3 separate regions of the Mus musculus genome follow, and all the other regions are linked to region 1. A link is a contact called in public capture Hi-C and promoter capture Hi-C data. All regions are on one chromosome and are shown on one strand. Each heading gives the region's core, a stretch centred on a gene start, on an enhancer-like site or on the middle of the called end of the contact. The rest is flanking DNA. Distances are from core to core; before and after follow the strand shown.

Region 1 (3,169 bases), core at 136-2,635:
AAAGCCTGTGGATGACAAACTCATAGCCAACATCATCCTTACAGGACAGGGAAGCTGCACCCATGCACCCATGGTAGCTCAACAATATGGCTGGGTAAACAAGACCTGGAGAAGGACACCTGTATGACATGCCAGTGTGGACAGGGAAAATGTCACAGGGCCTCATCTCTGTAAGAAGAAGTGTAGGCTGCTGGGAGGAGAATTATTCTTCATCAGGGACAAGCCCTTAAAGTGTTATCTAATCACAAGTGCTCAGCCCCAAACACATACACATATGAGCAACAGTAGATGGACTCAGTAAGTGTGTGTGTGTGTGTGTGTGTGTGTGTGTGTGTGTGTGTGTGTGTGTGTGAGATAATTAAAGAAAGGCTCTGGAATTTGAGAGGCAGTTTGGTGGGATGGGAGAGGGGTGGGTTGAAATAATGTAAACAGAGTACTCAGATATGAAGTTATCAAATAATGAAATATAACAAAATGAAGAACACCTTCATATAAGCATATGGCCAATCCACCCACTTCAACACTCTCAAAGGAATATCAAATCTGCTTCTAGGTAGAGTTAAATCTTTCACATCATGCTTTATCAACCTCATTCAATTTGGAATTTTCCTAGCTACTACATTTTTGTGAAAGCTGCGGGTCAGGGCCTTGATTTATAGTGTTTGGCAGCCTCTAAGTTGGCACCATTCTGCCTCAGCTTTTTAAGTGTTGGACTATAAGCATGTGCCACCATACCTGGTCAAGTTGAATCTTTTAAGACAAGGCACACTCTTTCATCAGATAATATCCAGGAGGAGTTTCCTTAGTGAAATAGATACCACATATGACTATCCCTAACAAGGTAAAAACAAAAACAAAAACAAAACCCCTCCTTGTCATAAGTATTAAAATGACCAGCATTGGTCGCCTGGAGTTCTATCAATCCTCAAGTCTTTGACTAGTTATATTTACAGTTGTCTCATGATCTCTCTCTCTTTCTCTCTCTCTCTCTCTCCAAACACACACACACACACACACACACACACACACACACACACACACACACACACACACATCGTTTCCTTAGCAATTAAGAGACAAAGGTCATGTTCTTATCTATAGACACAGTTACCCAACGCTAGCTTCCTGCTCCTTCCCTGTAGAGAGGAGCTGGCCCTGCCTTGACAGACTAAGGCTAGGCTTAGTTACTTTCATTTCCCCTCGCACAGCCTGGAGTTACCTTTTCTGTTGCTGGGATAAAATAACCCTGACAAAAGCAGTTCACAGAAAAGAAGGCTTATTCTGGCTTACAGTATGAAGATCTGTATCTCAAGGTGGCACAGAAGGCTTGGCAGGAGCAGGAAGCCAGCTGGTCACAGTGCATCAGCAGCAAGGGGGCAGAGAAAATGAACAGGAAGTGGCACCAGGCTATAGAGTCTCCAGTGGCCCACACCCTCCACCATGCTCCACCTCTTAAAGGATCCAAACTCTTACCCAGCAGTGTCACCAGCTGGAAACCAAATTCTCAAACCATGAGCTGCCTGTGTGGGTATTTCACATTCAGACCACAGTGTAGGCCCAGACACAGTGTCTTCTACTAACATCTGCATCTGAACACCCTCCTTCCACCCTCTCTTTCCTGTCAACTTTTGTTTTTAATTTTCTAAAATTATTTTATTTACCATGTGTCTATGAACAGGGACTGTTTTTGATCTATCTTAGGAACTCACCAGGATCCAATGGGATCTTCACCTCAATGATTTATTCTAATCAGCTTACATAGATCCCACCTCGAAAACAATCAAGTTTCCACTCCTAGAATAGTACAATGGGTATTCCATTTCAACACCTGATCCTTTGATCCTTTATAGAACTCTCAAATCATCGTGAGATGGCTAATCTTGGTTTTCAACCTTACTACACTTTCAATCAAATAGAATTCAAACTCTGGGCATTTCTGAGAGTAGTTTTGTTGATCAGGTTACTTGAAGGAGGAAGACTCATTCTAACAGTAGGGAGTACTCTCTGGTAGCTGCCCAGATAAAAAGACACAGAAGAAGGACATTGGTGTGCCCTCACTATCACTGGGCAAGTTCATCTATCTTGTTGCTGTGGCACTTCTTCATTGGTATTAGAACCATCTCCTGCATGATTAAAAGGTAGACTGAAACCAGCAGCTTTTCAGGAATCCTCTAGGACTCCAGTGCCAAGTTGAGACTGCTGAGACATCCAGTCTTGTAGACTAAACAACTAACTACCAATTCTCAGCCATTCTAACAATGACTGTCACACACATCATAGGACAATATGTCTCACATAGCCATTGTTAGACTATCCAGACTATATCCTGTATGTCAGTCTCATAAATCCCATGTATTTGGTTATATATCCATATCTATCTATCTATCTATCTATCTATCTATCTATCTATCTATCTATCTACTGTCTGTCTGTCTGTCTGTCTATCTATCTATCTTTAAATGTAGACCTACATCTGTATAGCCTATCAGTTCTATTCCTTTAGAGAACTCTGACTAGAACAGAAGGGAGAGCTTGCTGGGAAAAAGGAGTAACAACTATAAAGCCCCTTGAGTAAGACTATATATAAATATTTTTGTTGCAGGGCATAAGTGAATCAGTCTCAAACTGACTAGGAAACATCCTAGCTTTTACAGTGCCAGAAGATGCTATGCAGACTGCAGGAAGTTGTGAGGAGGGCATCAATGATCTTCTCAGTGCTGGTCTCTGCTTGCTATATCACCACTATTCCACTAGGCCAAGGATTTCTTCTTGTGCAATAATGCCATGTCTTCGATGACATAGCAAACCTCATTCTGATTACATTTGAGGGCAGTCTACTGAAGGGAATTTCCTGCCTGGTTTTGTAATCCTTGTCCAAAGTTCATGGCTGGGGAGGTAGGTCATAGACCCTAGAGTAGACCCACTGTAGCACAAATAGAACACACATGCACACACACACACACACACACACACACACACACACACACACACACAGTCACTCACACCAGTTAATCAGTTAATCTTGAAATGCCTTGGATAACACAATGACTGGGCACTCTTAATTTTTTCTCTACTACCCCAGGCCCAGTCAGGGAAGTGGCCAGAGGAAACTCACATTGCTGGTTGGCTTTACGTCCTCCACTACTGTGCCCCCTTCTCCTCCTCCTGA
Region 2 (3,501 bases), core at 55-2,554, 77 kb before region 1:
CAGAGCAGTCTCTGCAGGCAAGCTCTCCTCTTTTAGGGAAGGTGCACAGTTATCTGGTGTTTGGACCTCCTCCTGGCTGAAGATGAAGGCCCAAAACAGGATCTTTCCCAGAAGCTGTGTTGCTTTGGCCAGGAAGGTGGCCGGTTTTCTGGAGCCGAAGATGTCACCGCCTCCTCATTTTTTTAAATTGCAGGTTTTTGTGGTTTTGAGACATTGTTTCAGTGTTCTGTTGGGTAAATATCCCCTAATTTAGCTAAGGCACTCTGCCTTTTACCAGCTCAGTAGGATGTGTTTCCCAGATACTCTGTCCATGTCCGCAGCTGGGAACATTCTCTTAACAAACGATCTACACCCACATCACTATCAGTGTGCCCCTGGTCCAATTTTATTTTGTTAAATCCTGGAACACAAGAACCCACAAATCTCACTGGGCGCTTTTGGGATGCCCTATTGTCTATGCCCTATTCCAAGATCCCCTAAATTGTAGAAAACAGTGGGTTTTGCCAGGCTGTGCCCTGCCCTGGGAGAGTCCATCATAGTTTGAGACAGGGGCTCGCTGCAAACCTCTGACTGGCCTGGAACTTCGTATGTAGACCAGGCTGGCCCCAACTCATACCTGCTTGCCTCTGGAAACTCCACCCTACAAGCAGCTTCTGACTCCATCTTGAGGGAGGTGACTGAAACCTCTGGGTACACCAGAAATAGCACCATCTGCCAGGACTTATCTAGTTTTTTGTTTGTTTTCTACAGGCTGATAGGTGGCTTATTCCTGAGTCAATCTGTAAATTTATTGGGATAAATCAAAACTATGGTGGCACATGGGATATCGAAATTCTATCAGGAAAATCAGACTCAGGAATTTACCAGATATGCCAGATGAAGGAAATGGTCGACTCCCCTTACCTCAACCTTGGGCCCATTACAAAACAGACACCTAACACTGCAAAAGGCCCGATACCAACCCATCGTCTAATAATTGGTGTGTGCATCAAGAACCAGCAAACACAGGATGCCCTTATTGTGAAGGTTCATCCCAAACTCGGGAAGCTGAGGTAGCAAAGGCCAGCCTAGGCTATATAGCGAGGCTGACTTGAAAAATGAAAAGAAAAGGGCTGGAGGGAGGAAAATAAATTGGAAGAAAACAGAGGGAAAGGTTAAAAAAAAAAAAAAGAACTAGAAGACAGGTGGAGGGGAGAAAGAGAAAAGACAGATGTGGGAGGAGTGAGTTGGAAGCGTGTAGGAGGTCTCTGGCTGCCTCCGGGCCACCGTACTCTTCCGGTCCCAGAAGCCCCATGACGGAAGTCGTCATTGAGTGAGCCCGGCAGCGTCCGTGGTAGCAGGCCATGGCGATGGGCAGTGGCGGAGCGGGCTCCGAGCAGGAAGATACGGTGCTGTTCCGGCGTGGCACCGGCCAGGTGAGGTCGCGGCTCGGCGCTAGCACTCGGAGCGCTGCCCGAGACCGAGGCGGTGCGAGCTCGGGCCACATCCGCAGGCGGCTCCTGGTGCAGCTCGGGCGCCGGCGAGGCTGTGAGCCACGCTTTGGTCCTGTGTGACTGTGAGGGGATGTGCAGGAACGGGGACAGGCTGGCTGAAGCAAGGCAACCAGATAGGAGCCATTGGAAAGCTCCAGATTTAGGTCAGGATGAAGATGTTCACAGGGACTTTAGACTAAAATGCTGGTTTTCTGGATCCAGTTTTGTAACCGGAAAGACCAAGTGTTGCAAACAACAGTTGATAAAGTTTGAGAGAGAGGGATAACTAAAGTTGCCCGGAGTAGTTGAAAGTTGCTATTGACTGCATTGCATTCAAATGTATACGACAGCAGATCCGAGGCAGGGTTGGTGGTGCACGCATAATTACATGCACAAACACTTGGGAGATGGGGGCCGGAGGGTCGGGAGTTCAAGATCCTCGGTTACAGCGTGAATTCCGGACCAGCCTAAATTACAGGGAGACTGTAGAAGTAAGATAAACACTGGTAAGTACGAGGGCAAATCAGAGCCAAGTTGGTGGACTGTGCATGTGATCAGTCCCAGCTCCTGAGGCAGGAATGTGAAGTTGAGTCTAGCCTGGGAAACAACATACTCCATCTAACGAAGTTTAAAACATTAGGACCTCGGTCGTCTTATGGTATGGCAACTGATTTCTGCTTGGGGCTTGGGGTGGGAGAAGAGAATTCTGGGCAGCTTTGGGCAGTGCTGCATTTCCTTCTTTGGGGGACAGCCCAGCAATTCCTATTCTGAATAAAGCTTTGCCCTTTGTCCTCAGGGGAGCCCTGGCGGTCTGGTTCTCTCCTTAAAACCACAAGGTTCCTGTGCTAATTTGTCATCGTGGTAACTTCTTCATGCCCAGGGTGATGGGTCATGTTTACAATCTCAGGGGTAATCTTATTGATTGCAGCTTCTTTCTTGTTGCTGTTTTGTTGTTTTGAGACAGGTCTCACAGGGTAGCCTTAGGAGACTTGGAACTCTCCATGTAAGCCAGGCTGGCATCAAACTCAAGGAGATTGCCCCGTCTCAGCCCCCCCTCCCGCCCCCATTTGAATCAGGGACACATTCCATAACCTAAATTGGCCTGGAATTCAATATGCTAGACTGGCCTGGAGCTCTTGGCAACCCTACTGTCTCCAGCTCCGGGATATTGGGATTGTAGATTATAGATATGAGCCATTTTAATTTGTAGTTCATGGTTTTGTTTTTGTTTGTTGGTGTGCTTGTTTGTTTGTTGGGATAGAGTTTTATGTTGTAGTCTATGCTGTCTGGGAACCCACTATAGCCCAGACCAGTTTTGCCTTGGCAGTCCTCTGCTTCTACTGAGTACATTGAGGCTTTCTTAGGTGCTAGGATCTCTGTGTTCGTGCGTGGTGACTTTCTAGAAATGTATCTGCCTGTAACACACACTCTGAGTGTCTGGGCTGTAGGCATTGCTGGGGGTTGATCTAGGGACTTTGAGCTACTTCCCCAGTACTTCCTATTATCTGTTTTTTATTAAGCACATCTATCTATAACTTATTTTTTATTTTTTCTCCCTCTTCAGAGTGATGATTCTGACATTTGGGATGATACAGCATTGATAAAAGCTTATGATAAAGCTGTGGCTTCCTTTAAGGTATGAAATGGTTAATCATTTTTTTCCTTATTTCCTCAGGTCATACATTTTGTAAAGAAAGAGAGAGAAGAAAAATAAACTTGAGCACATTGAGGCTTTCTTAGGTGGTGGGACCTGTTATGTTAGAAAGTAGTGACTTTTTAAAAATATATCCCTCCATGACACATAGATCTTATTTATTTATTTATTTATTTATTTACTGTTTTCATAGCATGCTCTAAAGAACGGTGACATTTGTGAAACTCCAGATAAGCCAAAAGGCACAGCCAGAAGAAAACCTGCCAAGAAGAATAAAAGCCAAAAGAAGAATGCCACAACTCCCTTGAAACAGGTGATAGATTGATTTAACCAGGGTCCTGCCCGGCCTGAGGGGCGGCATGCTGCTTCTGTTTG
Region 3 (3,424 bases), core at 405-2,904, 94 kb before region 1:
CTTGCATTCCATCATGAGGACCAGAATTTGCATCCCAGTGACCATGGCAGCTAGTTCACAAATGCCTCTCAGTCCAGCTCCAGGGGAGCCAACACACACACACACACACACACACACACTAAAAAAAAAAAAAACCCAAGCAAACAATAGTCTAGTTTTCTCCAGCGTTTGCCATGTCCTTCAGGATCTCTGAAGACAGAGTCAAGATCTCATTAAGCAGCCTTGGCTGTCCTGGAACTCTGCTTGGTGTGTAGACTAGGAATTCACCAAGACCTATCTGCCTCTTCCTCTGAAATGAAAGGCACACTCCTGGTCCTCTGGCAGAAACTCTCAATGTACTCTGTGTGCATGGTGTACATCCTTGTAACTTGAGAACTCAGAAAACATAATTTCAGATATACATTCAGTCAAAACACCTATACATATAAAATAGATTTTATACATATATTTTTTTATTTTCAATTGAAGATTATATTATCTTATACCCAATGTTCCCAAAATTTGACTAGAAAAAATATAGAAATTTTCAGTAATTTCAGCAAAGTGTTATGATACATAATTGACTTACAAAGTTTACCAGTCTTAATACATATGAGTAACAAGCATGCTGAGAAAGAGATCATGGCACGCTCCTCTTCCCAGTCTCTCAAATAAAATAAAATATTTAGAATATACATAACAAAAGAGTTTTAAAAAAAACCCTCTACAATGAAAACTTTAAATGTGTGAAGAAAGAGTTTAAGAAACATACTCGAATTTGAAGACCTCCCAAGTGTATACCTTGGTAGAATTAATATTTTGAAAAAAAGACCTTTCTACCAAAACAACTTACAGATTCAATGAAATCACAATCAACATCCTCATCACATTCTTCACATAAGTAGGAAGAAAATTCTCTATTTGATATGGAACAACAAAAGACCCAGAATAGCCAATTAGTCATAGATAAGTGTTTGTTTCTATGCGTTCTGCCCGTTTTAAGTGCTAAGTGCATCTGTCTATGACCCCAACTTTTATACATCCGTTTCCATTAGGACTGCACTTTCAGTCCAGACATTCCGTCTCTTGATGCTTTTTCTCTAAACTAGGTCACGTTAACACGGACAGTTGGAGTACACCGTAGCATCATCTATACTTTTGTATGTTTTAAAAATATTCCACAATAAAACTCTTAAAAATACCCAGGCAAATTCGGTGTCCAGACTATCTCAGTTTGTAATAGTGGACAGGCAAGAAAGTAAGTCTCAGCTCAAGAAATGCAACCCAGGGAGGGGGTGGGACTCAGGGTGTCCCTCAAGATAGGCAAGCATCCCCTACCCCCATGAGCCACACCCCTCAGCCCTATGCAAGCATTCTGACTTGTTTCAGCTCTTATGTAGATTATAAAGTTATTCTGGGCGACTTTGGCTCCCGTTCAACCACAGAGCCTGAGCTTAGAGCTAAAGTTCTGTCCATCCGGAGGGCACCGGAAGAAAGGTGCAATGAGCAGGCTTGGAGCCCGCGCGAAATCCACCCTTCTGTCCTTGTTAGGTCTTTTCTGCCAGATGAGGAACGTAAAGCCCACCTTCAGGGTAAGGCTGCTAAGTAAGGAGGCGAGTGCGCGCGCGGACGCCTCGCTGACAAGGGACGCGCGGGGCGGTGGGGCGTGGGGACCGCGCACGCGCAGTGGCTCACCGGCCACGCCGCGGCTGTTGTGGGTCGGTGGGCGGGGCGGCTGGCTGGCCGAGCGAGGCGTCGCCACATCGAGGGCCCTTGTGGGGCTCAGCCTTCTTCAGCGCCCGGCGGCAACGGCTGAGCGTGCAAAGCCGCCGTTTGCTTCTCCAGGTCGCTGTCTTCCAGTCTCCGGCCGGTGGACAGCATGGCCCGTGAGTCTGCGGGCGGTTGGAAAGACGCGGAGGCTCGGGGAGGGACGGCGCCGAGCGGCCGGGGGAGGAGCGGGAGCTGGCTGGGAGGAGGAAGAGACGCAAACGCCACCTCGTGCTTGTGGCGGGCGGGACGCGGGCTCCAGGTGGGACAGGTGCCCGCCTCCTAGGTGCGGGTGTGCGTGAGGACCGCGCCCACCGGGAGCGTGGGCGGCTGCCCAGCGGGACCAGTCCGCTGAGACGTAGCGGGCGCCTGAGGTCTGGAAGCCCAGGGTGCCCTCCAGCTCTTTTGTCCTCGAAGGTACCTTTCCTTGAGCTCAGCCTCTGCTGGCTTTAACAGCCAAACTGGATCTTCACACACCTATCAAAGCCAGAACTTATTTTTGAGTGAGGCCTGTGTACACAACCACTGGGATGGAGATGGAGATATATATAATTTAATTTTTGTTTTGGTTTTCGAGAAGGGTTTTGTTGTATACCCCTGGCTGTCCTGGAACTCAGTCTGTAAACCAGACTGACCTCAAATCTCAAATTCAGAGATCTTGCCTGCTTCTGCCTCCCGAGTGCTGGGCGCAAAGGCGGCGTTACTTGACACCTATGCTGTTGTGGTAATATACTTAACTTCTCGAGTGTTTCTTCCTAAGCTACCCCCTGGTCAATCTGGGAATAACTAAAGATACTCTGCTTTCTTGCTGATAAAAATAAAACTTTAAGGCTCCTATAACGAAGGACTCTTTACTATTAAGTATTCATATTGTTGAGGGTGGGAAAAAAGCATGCCTGTTTATCATTGTAGGTGGAAATCAAAGAGAAATTGCCCGACAGAAAAACATGAAAAAGACCCAGGAAATTAGCAAAGGGAAAAGAAAAGAGGACAGCTTGACTGCCTCTCAGAGAAAGCAGAGGTGAGTAGTGCTAATAGAATGTTTAAGTCAGTGGCCGTTTGACTGCGGTATTTTCAGAATGAGTGAAGAACGTGTTTAAACCCTTCCTGGAACTGAGCCTTGCCTACAGTTCAGGGTTAACACTGTGTGTCTGTGTAAGAACACTGAAACCATGCATTGTAGTTATTGTCCTATCCTATGGCTGAAGAATGCCACGCCCTGAAACTATCATGTCTGCAGAAACACTCTTACAGCAACTACAAACTGTGAGAACTTTATTGTAGAAAGTAACAAACATCCTCTATATGTAAACACTGTTGCATGAATGGGATACAATGTTTCCAAAACTGACAGCTTGGCCCAAGCCTCTTAATGAAAGAGATGAGTGTCAAAAATCAATTATGGGCTTCAGGAGTCCATTGGGGATGGAGAAAGTGTTTGGACACCAGATTCTTAGAAGATGTTATGCTACTCAGGCCAGCACAGGCTAAAGAGACCTACAGACAAGACCTTGTCTTTAAAAAGTAGGGACGTAGCTCAGCAATAGAGAACACTTGCCTAACATCTGTAGCACTTCAGATCATTTCCTATGGCAAGTAACTGCCACAGACACACTTTAATGCCCTGGGCAATGCTAATAAGTTGTCATCCTAGGACTCGGGGCAGATGCAAGAGAAT

The links. Capture Hi-C pulls out chosen DNA fragments and counts their contacts.
Region 2: a contact with region 1 is called in a promoter capture Hi-C map of liver. The contact joins the promoter of Smn1 here to the promoter of Naip2 in region 1. A contact is called at or near these places in 5 of 39 promoter capture datasets (the C10 cell line, the HPC-7 cell line, macrophages and 2 more), 1 of 15 datasets of contacts at CTCF or cohesin (pro-B cells), 1 of 484 Hi-C or Micro-C datasets (embryonic stem cells), 5 of 115 datasets of contacts at active chromatin or transcription factors (the HPC-7 cell line, bone marrow-derived dendritic cells, bone marrow-derived macrophages and 1 more) and 4 of 9 other capture datasets (adipose tissue, liver, macrophages and 1 more).
Region 3: a contact with region 1 is called in a capture Hi-C map of macrophages, with 4 times the contacts expected there. The contact joins the promoter of Serf1 here to the promoter of Naip2 in region 1. A contact is called at or near these places in 6 of 39 promoter capture datasets (the C10 cell line, the HPC-7 cell line, liver and 2 more), 1 of 15 datasets of contacts at CTCF or cohesin (pro-B cells), 2 of 484 Hi-C or Micro-C datasets (the N1E-115 cell line and embryonic stem cells), 2 of 115 datasets of contacts at active chromatin or transcription factors (both in bone marrow-derived macrophages) and 3 of 9 other capture datasets (adipose tissue, liver and macrophages).

What each region holds. Positions count from the first base shown.
Region 1 is chr13:100,200,737-100,203,905 of GRCm38.p6, forward strand. Naip2 (NLR family, apoptosis inhibitory protein 2) reads right to left here and starts at 1,386. Exons shown (of 16, transcript NM_001126182.2): 1 at 1,291-1,386.
Region 2 is chr13:100,123,551-100,127,051 of GRCm38.p6, forward strand. Smn1 (survival motor neuron 1) reads left to right here and starts at 1,305. Exons shown (of 9, transcript NM_011420.2): 1 at 1,305-1,415; 2 at 3,037-3,108; 3 at 3,320-3,439. The coding sequence starts at 1,344.
Region 3 is chr13:100,106,365-100,109,788 of GRCm38.p6, forward strand. Serf1 (small EDRK-rich factor 1) reads left to right here and starts at 1,655. Exons shown (of 3, transcript NM_011353.2): 1 at 1,655-1,865; 2 at 2,659-2,767. The coding sequence starts at 1,859.